3 separate regions of the Sus scrofa genome follow, and regions 1 and 2 are each linked to region 3. Evidence: chromatin contacts called from public Hi-C and HiChIP or PLAC-seq data. All regions are on one chromosome and are shown on one strand. The core of a region is the stretch at or near the end of the contact, and the rest is flanking DNA. Distances in the headings are between cores, read along the strand shown.

Region 1 (3,282 bases), core at 335-2,834, 91 kb before region 3:
TCACACAGGTACCCAACAGGCTAAGAAAATGCCAGGCGGTCAGCAAGCTGCCTCCGCTGCCACTCACTGTTCCTGACACCGCACGGTAGCTCAAAGACCCTGGAGTGGTCCCTTGAAAATCCCGTTCCCCACATGCCCTGTGCTCCAAAATAACCGCGAGTTTTCGCCGCTGCCAAGAAAGGCGAAAGAAAGAAAACCCCAGGAACACACCAAATCCACGTCCAACTCCTTTGGCCCTTGGAACAAAGCCCACTGCAGGCACACACAAAGCGGGGGAGGCCGGACAAAGGAGAGGCCAGGTCACACTCGACAAGGCGCTTTCTTGTCGTTTCCAAAACAGAACTGTCCTCTATTAAAACGCTCTTGTTGCTCGGATGTTGATGCCGGGGAGGGAGGGGGGCACAAATCTCAAAACAAAAGGCGAGCTGCGGCAGGGGCAGGCGGCTCCTTCTCCCCGCACACTTCCAAGCCTTTGAATGCCCGCAGACCTCGGCAGAGCTGGCAGCTGTCTGTTATTATCCCTGCAACTCTGAGGGCCCCAGCGCCGGGGAGCGCGTCCCGAGCAGGTGAAGGCCATCTGCCCGGCTCCAAGATGCCCGCCTCATGCCTGCTGCTGCTGCGGGCAGGCTGTGTGGACCTTGGGGAGGTGCAGCCGGCCTCCCGCCCTCCCTCGACGGTTCTCCACTGCTCAGCCAGGCTTTCTCCTCTCTCCTCGGGGAGCCGCAGGCTCCGTCACTACCTGGTGGCATTTATCGAGGTGGTGGAGCTCCTTTAAAACACACTTGGTCACCTTTCAGAGACATTTCTAAAGGCATTGAGAGGATGGGGTTCTTTTTTTGGAGGGGAGTTAGTTTGCAGATTGGGTCTACATAGGAAAACAGAGCCCACCGACACAGCTTCCAGGGGTTAATTTTTAAGAAGGGTCTTTAATTGATCTACAAAGAGAAAAAAAGTTTTCTACCTGCCGTTTAAAAAGCACTCCCTGCATTAGCGAAAACATTCCCAACACACCCTGGCCCATTTCCTCCCGCCCCCCAGCCTGGCTGTTTTAATTGGGATAAGTGGCTCCCTGATGCACTCTGCAAAGCACGAGCCCCGACGACCAAGGGGAGAACAGGAGCTAAGTGGAAAAGTGGGGCTGGGGTGGGCAGAATCCCAGGGTGAGAGTCGGAAGGCTGGGCGCTGGGCTCTGCCTCTCCTCCTCCTAAGGAATAGGTGTTTTCACTACTCCGCAGTTTTATGGTATTTTCACTGGCTGGCATGTCAGACCACTGAAATGCCTACCACACGTGCGCCGGGCAAGGGCACAACTCCACTTTACGGGACAAGGGGAGCTGAGGGAGTGAGTCTGGTCTCAGTCGGGCACGTCCGATGCTCTCTGCACTGCGGGCTGATGGCAGCTGGAAGGAGCCAGGTCCCCGCCCTCCTCTCTCCAGGGTCTGTGTCACTGATGCCCACCACCAACCGACTTTGCTCCCTGCTCTGGCCACATCTGCTGAGTCTTTGATGGGAAAGAGAGGTAGGGACAGGCCTGGGGAGAGAACGGGCCATCCCAGAAGGGGGCAGCAGAGGGACAGTCTGGCCCTGGGCAGCCAGGGCTCAAGGCAGAAACCCAGCGACAGCTCTGAGCAGGGACCCAGGTCCTCTTAGGCTGAACAGACCCACGGGAAAAGCCAAGCCACGCTGGGAGAGCTCTGCTTCTGAACAAAAGCCAGAAAGCAGCACAAGGGTGGTGGGGAACCTGGAAGGCAAAGCTGGGTCCGATCCCTACTAGATCCCCAGACCCCGGGGGACACGCACCCAGCCTAATTCGCAGGTCTGCTGTGGGGCTCGCCAAGGACAGCAGCGGCAAAGGGCTTGGAAAACGATAAAGGACCCTACCAACAAGAGCCCCAGATGGCGTCTACCCCACAGGGCCCGCGCCAGAAGCACAGGGGCTGGACACGCAGCCCACAAGAGTATGACACGAGGGCTGTGTCACCACCACCACTGTCCTCACTGCTCAGGGAGGGGGCTGCAAGTCAGCAGGCTCAGGAAAGCAGCCCCACTACACCAAACCCTTCTGCTGCCACCCCCACTGCCCAGTGCATAGCAGAGGATCCGATTTCTATGAGGTCTGCAGAGGGAGAACGAGCCAAAATTACCATCACCATGAAAAGCCAAGAAGACAGCGCACAGAAATGGCCCCTGTGTTACGCTACCCAAAGCCCACGGCTCTGTGGACTGACAGCTACAGAGGCCGGGCCTCCCGCTCCGTGCACCCCACAGCTGGCCGGGTCCTCCTGCACATCTGTCTTAGCCTAGACCCAGCCGCCTCGCCCAGCACGCACTGGCCCATCGGCCTTTCTCATTCTTGTGCAGCAAAGCCACAGCCCGCAGGAAAAGGGCTCCAGCGCATGGCACCAGCTCTGAATGTTACAGGATCTCAAAGGAAAGGAAGATTGTTTGCGGTGAGTGGTCAGAGGGGCTTCTCTTCACAAGGAGGGTGTGGCTCTCCATCAGCCTCGAAGAACAGGCAGGATTTCCTAGAGGACGGAGAAGGCAGTGCCCCGCTCCTCCTTCAGGGCCCCGCCCCCGGGCCCAAAGGCAAGCGACCCCCCTCCCTGGGCCCTCAGGGCTGTCCCGTCATGTTGTCACAGGTTCTAAGTCCCATCGTGTTGTTCGCACCAGACCAAACTCCATGTCAGGGGGTGCAGGGGCTCACCTGCGGTCCCACCTGGGGACAGCGCACGGCTGAAGCCCCAGGGGTCACCTCCCCTCCAAGCTCCCCCTCTGGTGTGGGGGGCTGATGGTCCAGCTTCCTGGAAACCTCTCCTCCACTGTGCATCCACTTGGGAGAGGCAGGCCCAGGGCGGGAGAGGCCGGGGAGGGGCTGGGATGGGAACATCCTGTCTGCATCAGAGCAGAGGGACTTGAGGGCGGCCCACGTGTGCTGCGGGCCTTTTCTTTCTCATCGAGCAGGAAGTGTTCATTCGACCGACAAACAAGCATCTGGGGGTCGTGGTAGGGTTAGGGTGGCGAAGGCAACCTCTGATTTGTGGAAGTGAACAATCCAAGACAATGGGTGTGTGACAGCGGAGAAATCGGCTCCAGATGCAGGCCAGAACCAGCTGCCCGGGGACCAATCGGGTAATCAATCCTGGTGATATGTTTATTCTCCGAGGGAGGACCTGGGGGAGGGGCTCCGGGTCACTGTCGCATCGGACAATGGAAGGCAGCTGGGAGCACTGTCCTAGACCCGCCCTTCTCCACACACGGGCACCGTCTGGGCTTGTGCACGTC
Region 2 (3,510 bases), core at 252-2,751, 110 kb before region 3:
AGGGCTCCTCCCCCACGCTCCTCTCCGCGACCCAGGCCTACACCCAGGGGGCTGGGGCTGGAAAGAGCAGCTCCTGCAGAAACAGGAATTGTAACTCTTCCCCGTTCACCACAGAACACTTAGGGGTCAAAACTCAATCCAACGCCTTGGAACACTCGGCCGCACGACCCGGTTCAGAGGTCAAAGACCATCCAGAAACCCATTTGTTCTCAGAGCCTGCGGGTGACATCTGGGCTCCCCGCCCCCTGCCCCCACCCCTGAGCCCCCCTCACCAACATGTTTCTGTATATGCACACACGCGGACATGCATTAAAAAAGCAGAATCGAATTGGGCACGCGGTTGGGTAACTCATGCTTTTTTTTCTTTTCTTTTTTTTTTTTTTTTTTAAACTAATGAAAATTCTTCTGTAAATAGAAAACAGGCCTTGCACAGGGCGGGCGGTGTGGCCCACTCTAAGCTGCAGCCGCCTCCTCCAAGCCTCCGGCTTATCATTCACTTGGAAAGCCTGAAGTGCCTTCAGACATCTGCCTGAAGCTGTGAAGGTTCCCCTCCCTGCAAAGCATTTTATTTTTTTGTTCGCGGCCAGGGAGACTTCCAAGCAGGGCTCATCCCACAACTTCCTCTCTGAAGAGTAGGGTTTCTTTACGAGTCCAGGGTGTCTGCACCACCGCCGGGGCAGCAGCCCCTCAGCCTTGTTGGTCTGTTCCGGACACATGCCAGCTGGTTTCACACGTGCCCCTCCACCGCCAGGCCTCCCTTGCCATCCAAACCTGGCTGCCAACTTCCCTGCCCCAGAATAAAGCACATGCACCTCCACTGCCTGCCCCTCCCATGGAGAAGCTGGATTTGAACCTGGATTTGGCCGTGGGATCTGAGCAGCCCGGAGGAACCTGTGCTATTAGGGAATCTTAATTTCCTGCTCCAGGCAGTGGGGAACAGCTCCAAGCAGAAGGGTGGCCCAGGACTTCTGAGAGGCCCACCTGACCCTACGTTACCCTGTGCCAGGCATCCCAACGCATCACTGACAAAGCCACCGCACCCCCCAGAGTATCCACAGCGCCACAAACAGCAGACCCAGCGAGTCCTGGATGCAGTGCTGGGCCCTGTCCTCGCTCTGCAGCAAGGACTCCCCTGTGGCTCCAGGAACTGCGGGGTCAGTCCAGAGGCACCAAGAGACAAGCTCCCAGGGGCCTCCCACCTCGTATCTTGCATTAACTTGTGAGAGGTGACCAGCGTTCAGGCTCCCTTCAGCAAGTGGGGCCCTAGGGGATGTCCCTGATGTTACCTGCGAGCCCCACCCCAAGACCCCCCAGGCAGCTTCCCTCACAGACCAGCATGGGATCCCCCACCTATTTTTCCTCTCTTTTAAAAACAGTTCTATACACATGAAGCTCCTGGAAGCCTGAATAAAAACAAATGCTCAGGGAGAAGGGCGGGACTGCTGCCAGGTTGGCCAAGCTCTCCTGACTGATTTACAAGGCTGCAAAGGGGAACTTTGTCCTGCACGTCCCGTCCCTCCTGGCCCCACCTCAACGCTCAGGCGTGTAGCAGCACGGGGCCCGCATGTGACACCGCCAAGTGCAGCTTTCCTTGACTGAAATGCAATACGGGCCACGCAGCGAGCACCCAGGACACCAGGGGCACACGGCCCCGTGGCTGTGTGCCCTCAGCTGGGCGGTGCAGGACACCGGCAGGGGCAGGGGAAAGGGGGGTGGCACTCCTGCATGGAGAGACAAAGGCCTGTGGGGGATGCTCTCGTCCCAGGGAGAGGGGTTGTTTGCATGGGTATCATCAAGACAGAGCCTTCGTCACTCCGTGCAAAATATCGGAGTGACCTGGCGCCCTCTGGGCCAAGTCTCCTAGAAGGAATTTTAGCAGCATCAACAAACCAAAGATGTAGCTGAGGGCACACAGAGAATCTCATCACCCAGACAGAGGCCAAGGCAGAGAGGAGTGAGGTCAAAAGAGGAGAAGGGACAGGAAGAGACCTCTTGGTTTTATGTACAGACCACAGAAGAGAATCCGTTTGGACAACAGAGGCGCTCATTCTGCAGCTTGGACAAAACAGAGCCGTGGCAACTTGAAGAGACAGAACCAGCTGGTGTTAAAAATAGGTTCAGATGACACACGGGAGTGAGTGACACAGGATCCCTGCCTCCAAATAGCCAGCTGCCGTCACGTGCGAGGAGTGGACGTGCTCTCCCGTGGCTGAGGGACGGTCCGGGGTCCAGCGATGGATGCTCTGAGCTCCTGAAAGCTTCTCCAGATCTGAGCGTCAGACGGACACGCCTCAGGAGGCGGTGAGCCACGTCCCCTCGGGTCGCTCACGGTGGGGCCAGGGCACGGGCGAGCGTGCTCCAGATCAGAGCACGTGGGTCTCACCTCCGCTCAGCCACAATAAAGCCATGCGGACTGCCTCAGCCTCCCCTCTTTATTAGGAGAGAAAAGAGCTCTGGCCTGAGGGTCCCAGGATCAGGGTTTCAGCCTGGGCTGCAAACTACCTGCGACTTCCTGCCCCGGGGCCTCGGCTCAGTCCAAGTAAGGTGGCTGAGGTCCTGTTGCGATGGTGAACCGAGCAGGTGACACACTGAACTCCCAGCCAAGCAAGCTGAGCGCGGGCCACAGGGAGGGGACAGAAGCCCCAGCTCGCACAGCCAGGCCCTCAGGCCCCAGTGAGGGCTGTCCTAACACCAGAGCTTCTTCCCCAAAGTCCCCAGGAGGAGAGGATGGATGCAGGAAGGCAGAGAGGACACACGGAAAGAAGCAAGTGCCCTTTCATCCCCATCCCAGAGACCAGGAGAGAGGGAAAGGGGTACGATAAACTCCTCGACACCCCCGGGAAAGGAGGTAGCACTGCTGTCTACCAGTAAGAAAACAGGCCCAGAGAAGTGCATTTTTCTGAGTGTTTTAACTTTTTTTTTTTGGCCACACCCACAGCATTCCAAAATTCCCAGGCCGAGGACTGAATCCATGCCACAGCTATAACCAGAGCCACAGCAGTGACAACAGCAGAGCCTTAACCTGCTGAGCCACAAGGGAACTCCCCAAGCACCCTAACTTTTGTCTCTCTGGCCACCATCCCCAATTTCAGTGTAAGAAACCCAAATAATGGCCTCCCCCGCCTCCCACCACCAACGCTTGCAGTTCTCCAGAGAGTTCTGTGTGCTTTTGATGCTTATGGAAAGAAACAACAGACACATCACTATAAACACAGGGTGAGCCCTAGGCATTCTCCACGTCTGAGATCACCCATGCTTTGCTCTTCCCAAAGTAGACTGGCCTTCTACATTGCTCTTTCTGGCAAGATAGTTCACTGAGGTCGCCTCCACTAAGGGGTAGGGTGGGGGTGTGTAGGTGTAGGAATGCAAGATCCTGCTGAAGCATCTGTTGGAGCTAATGGGCAAATTACCCCGGTAGGAGAAGGCAACACAAGGCAGGTGGGGAGCTTAAAAAGGTTCCAAGTGCTTTATACGTGTCAGTGCACTCAGCAAACACCGGCTGCTGGGCCT
Region 3 (3,484 bases), core at 753-3,252:
CTGAAAAGGTCCCCAAAGGTTTTTCTCTCAAGGTAGGAGCTCCAAGGAGAAAAAGGAAGAGCCAGGCCAGTTGTTAAACAGACCTGGTACCCCCTCCGCCCGGCCCCGCCCCCGCTCCCTCTAATTAAAGCAGCATGCAGAATTGACAAAAATCCTTCCAGGTTTTTTCCAAGCCTCTGCCTAGTGCCTCGGAGTGCGATGTACAAGTCAGGAGTTTCTGCCCGAGCACCACGCACGATTCAGTAGATTCTCAACAGGAGGGGACAGAGGAGGCAAAAACTTTTAGGCACCGACCTCCTCTGCCCTCTTCCCCCTTTGCCAGGCCAGGCCTGAGAACCCAGGGGTGCCCTGCTCTGGGTGACGCTGAGGGCTAAGGCATGGGAAGGGGGGGGTCTGCTCCAGACCGCACGTCTTTGTTCACTTAGACCTGGGCCTCGGAACAAAACAAACACACACACAACTATCACACAAACTTACCACCACCACGAGTGCAAAAACCCAGGCGGTTCTCCCAACGTGATGTTTTTTTCCCATCGAATCTGGAAGGGAGAGAGCAGAGACAGCTTAGAGGAGCAGAGAGAAGGGGTGGGCTGGGGGCTTCCCGGAGCCAAAAGGCTGTGAGGACCAACTAACAATAAATGCCAAAAGGTGATAAAAATTCAAAATGGTGGCCACAGTGGCTGCTCCAGAAAACAAAGGCTTTAAGAATAGTGGGGACGAGGGGGTGTCAAGAAATTGGATGAGGGGGGAAGTTCCACTCACCTCCGATAAGAAGGTCTGTGCAGATTTCTGTGCTCCTACATGCAGTAAATATTCGTAGACGTATAAAGCTAACCTGGAAAGTGGGCAGGGGGCACAGAGAGAGAGAGAGAGAGGGAGAGGGAGGGAAGGCGTCAGATCACACCGGGTGCTCGCTCCTGGACCTTGCCGGCCGGCTCCCAGCCCTGTCTACGCTGGCCCATTGTGGCCCCAACCAGAGGTGAGCAGCTACCTCGACCCTGCCCGGAGCCACGGGTGCGAACAGCTAGGGGATGGGGACCAGGAGAGGCGTTACTTCAAAACGCAGAGGCTGAAGAGCAGCCCCCGAACTTGAACTTCCAAGCAGCGTCGCAGCCAAACCCACCGAGATCTCTCAAACTCGCAAGCCATCCGACCCCCAGAGCCTCGCTTCTTTTCCCTACCCACTCCTTGCCACCCTGTCTCCAGGTGTGAGAGTCGGGGAGACTCCGTCCGGGACTCTGGGGTGCTCCGCGCGCTCCGGAGAGGACAGCAAAGCGCCACCCTCACCACCTCCCCCCAAAACAACTGTCCCCCAAGCTTGGAGCCAAGCCGGCGCCGCCGTCCCTACCCAGCCCGGCGCCCCGGAGGGCCCGGGGCCGGCGGCGAGGCCGAGGGCAGGGAAGGGAGAGCTCTCCCGGCCGAACAAAGCCCCCGGCACGCACTCCTCACGCCGCGGGCGGACAAAAGGAGCCTTCGGGGCTGCAGAAGCCACGCGCCCTCTGCCCGCGCCCGGTGGGCAAAGTGCGGCCACCGCGGCGAGCGCCCCGGCTTGGGTGGGCGCCCAGGCTCGCTCACGGGACCTCGCCCACCCCTCACCGCAGGCCCTCGTGCCCGGCACGCCCCGCGGCCCCCAAGTACCCCATCCTCCGGCGGCGCCCCCCGATGCCCCAACCTCCGCCGGCTCCCAACAATGGGCTCTCCCACGCCGCCCGCCGCGGCCTCGGGAAGGGGCCAGGCAGGCGGTGCCGGGGCCCGGGGCCCGGGACGCAGCAGCCCCCGCCCGCCCACCTGCCTCCCACCACCCGCCCGCAGCCCGGCGGCAGCGCGGCCGCCACTTGGAAAATAGGGCTTACTTTTCCCGAGCCTGCCCGTCCGAGGGCACCGCCGAGCCTTTGCCTTTGGCAAACATGTTTTGCAGAGAAGAGGGCGCCGAGCCTCGCCGCCGCCGCCGCCGCCGCCGCCGCCGCTACCGCTCCGGCTGCTCCCGAGCTGCCCCCTCGCTCCCGGCCCCCTCCCCGGCGCTCGCTCGCTCACTCGCTCGCGCTTTCCTAGCCGCGATCCCCTCCCTCCCCCCCAGGCGCTGGCTCCGCGCTCTTTCCAGCTGTCAAAGCGTCAGCCCCGGCCGCGGCCCCATTGCCCTGGAACTCCTCCCGCGCCGGCTCGGCCTGGGGTGCCGGTGCCGCCGCCGCCGCCGCCGCCGCTCGCCCGTCGGCCCGGCTGCCCGCTGGCTCGCTCGCGCGCCGCCCGCCCGGCTCCGCCTGCGCCGCCCTCTGCGCCTCCAGCACCGCTGCCGCCGCCGCCGCTGCCGCTGGTCTACTTGGAGCTCAACCGAACGTGGCTACCCGGGCGAGGGAGCTAGGCGGGCGTCAACGTCCCGCGATTGATGGGCGCCTAGACCAATTGGCACGAGGGGGCGGGCCCGGGGCGGCCCGGGAGGGACGCCCTGTCAGCGCCCGACCGCGGCAGTCCCCGCTGCGGCCGCCTCCGAGGAGCCGCTGTTCCTGCTCCTGCGAGCGAATCGGGGGTGTTCGGGGGCGCGAGCCTCTCTTTGCTGTAGATGTGGGGAGGGGACACGAATCGGGACGGGGGAGGTCTAGTTTCCCAGCCCCTGCGAGGAGGGGTCCCGACCCGCGCTCTCCAAGGCTGGGACCACTGGGGGGCGAGGGGGGGCGCTGCGGCAGAGTCGGAGGGGAGGGGGCGCGGACCCCTGAGCGGAGCGCCGCCGGCTCCCTCCCGCCACGTCCCTCTCCCTTATCTGCCCCTCACCTCCCCCCGCCGCAGCTTGCGCTGGCCCAGCCCTTATCTCCCCCTCCCCCTCGCCGGTCCCCCACCCACCCCCACCCCCGGCTCCGACCCCGACCCCCTCCCCAGACTCCTACCCTCCCCCCTCGGCTGCCCCGCCCCCTGTCCTCTCCCTCGCCCAGTCTGGCTTCGGAGCGCCGGGCCCGGGGCTCCACGCTGCGAACTGGGCGGCTCGAGCCGGCGCCGAGGCGCGCGGCTGCTCCTTTACTAGATCATTAAAATACTTTGGAAAACCCCAAAGTGGAGTCGCGCGAAAATGGCCCTTGGCCTGCTTTAGGGAGCCCGGGAGGGAGGTACTGAGGACTTGGGCTAAGAGAGGGCAGAGTGATCGCTCCCAAATTTCGGAGGTCTGCCCGCCCTAGTAAGTTAGACCCCTTCGGCTTCTCCACGGGAGACGGTGCTATCCCGGGGTAGGAGGGCATCACCTGGGCGCCCAGCGATGCGAGATGCGCGCCGCAGAAATCTGCAAACTTCAAATAAATGGAGCTAAATTGGGGAGTGGGAGACGAGAGTCAGGAGTGGGGGGAGGGGAAGCTTCCATTGTCAGTGACCCAGGTGTACAATGGGAAATTGAGGGGGGGAGGCTGGCAGAGTGACCCAGCTATTTGCTGCTGACTCCTTTCTGCCCACGCCAAGAACCCGAGGACACACTGAGTGTCCCTCACCAGAGACTCTCGAGACC

The links. A called contact is a pair of places that touch in the nucleus more often than the background predicts. HiChIP or PLAC-seq counts read pairs in DNA pulled down with a chosen protein or histone mark.
Region 1: a contact with region 3 is called in a Hi-C map of retroperitoneal adipose tissue, with 1.9 times the contacts expected there. The contact joins the enhancer-like site here to the promoter of SSBP3 in region 3. A contact is called at or near these places in 1 of 5 promoter capture datasets (liver), 13 of 47 Hi-C or Micro-C datasets (embryonic fibroblasts, fetal heart ventricle, fetal liver and 7 more) and 2 of 2 datasets of contacts at active chromatin or transcription factors (alveolar macrophages and skeletal muscle).
Region 2: an H3K27ac HiChIP or PLAC-seq map of skeletal muscle shows a contact between it and region 3. The contact joins the enhancer-like site here to the promoter of SSBP3 in region 3. A contact is called at or near these places in 1 of 5 promoter capture datasets (liver), 6 of 47 Hi-C or Micro-C datasets (fetal heart ventricle, liver, omental adipose tissue and 1 more) and 2 of 2 datasets of contacts at active chromatin or transcription factors (alveolar macrophages and skeletal muscle).

What each region holds. Positions count from the first base shown.
Region 1 is chr6:158,001,368-158,004,649 of Sscrofa11.1, reverse strand. All of the region lies in intron 4 of SSBP3 (single-stranded DNA-binding protein 3), which reads right to left. Among named protein-coding and RNA genes, the nearest start is that of SSBP3, 91 kb to the right of the region's middle. Within about 2 kb of position 1,584, at least 10 of the 83 cell types and tissues checked have an H3K27ac peak or open chromatin away from gene starts, as enhancers often do. A contact at or near this core is called in alveolar macrophages, fetal skeletal muscle and retroperitoneal adipose tissue, where this site is marked.
Region 2 is chr6:158,022,887-158,026,396 of Sscrofa11.1, reverse strand. The region is part of intron 4 of SSBP3 (single-stranded DNA-binding protein 3); the gene reads right to left. Among named protein-coding and RNA genes, the nearest start is that of SSBP3, 110 kb to the right of the region's middle. Within about 2 kb of position 1,501, at least 21 of the 83 cell types and tissues checked have an H3K27ac peak or open chromatin away from gene starts, as enhancers often do. A contact at or near this core is called in alveolar macrophages, liver, omental adipose tissue and 1 more, where this site is marked.
Region 3 is chr6:157,910,117-157,913,600 of Sscrofa11.1, reverse strand. SSBP3 (single-stranded DNA-binding protein 3) reads right to left here and starts at 2,002. Exons shown (of 17, transcript XM_021096596.1): 1 at 1,854-2,002; 2 at 763-835; 3 at 478-539. The coding sequence starts at 1,909.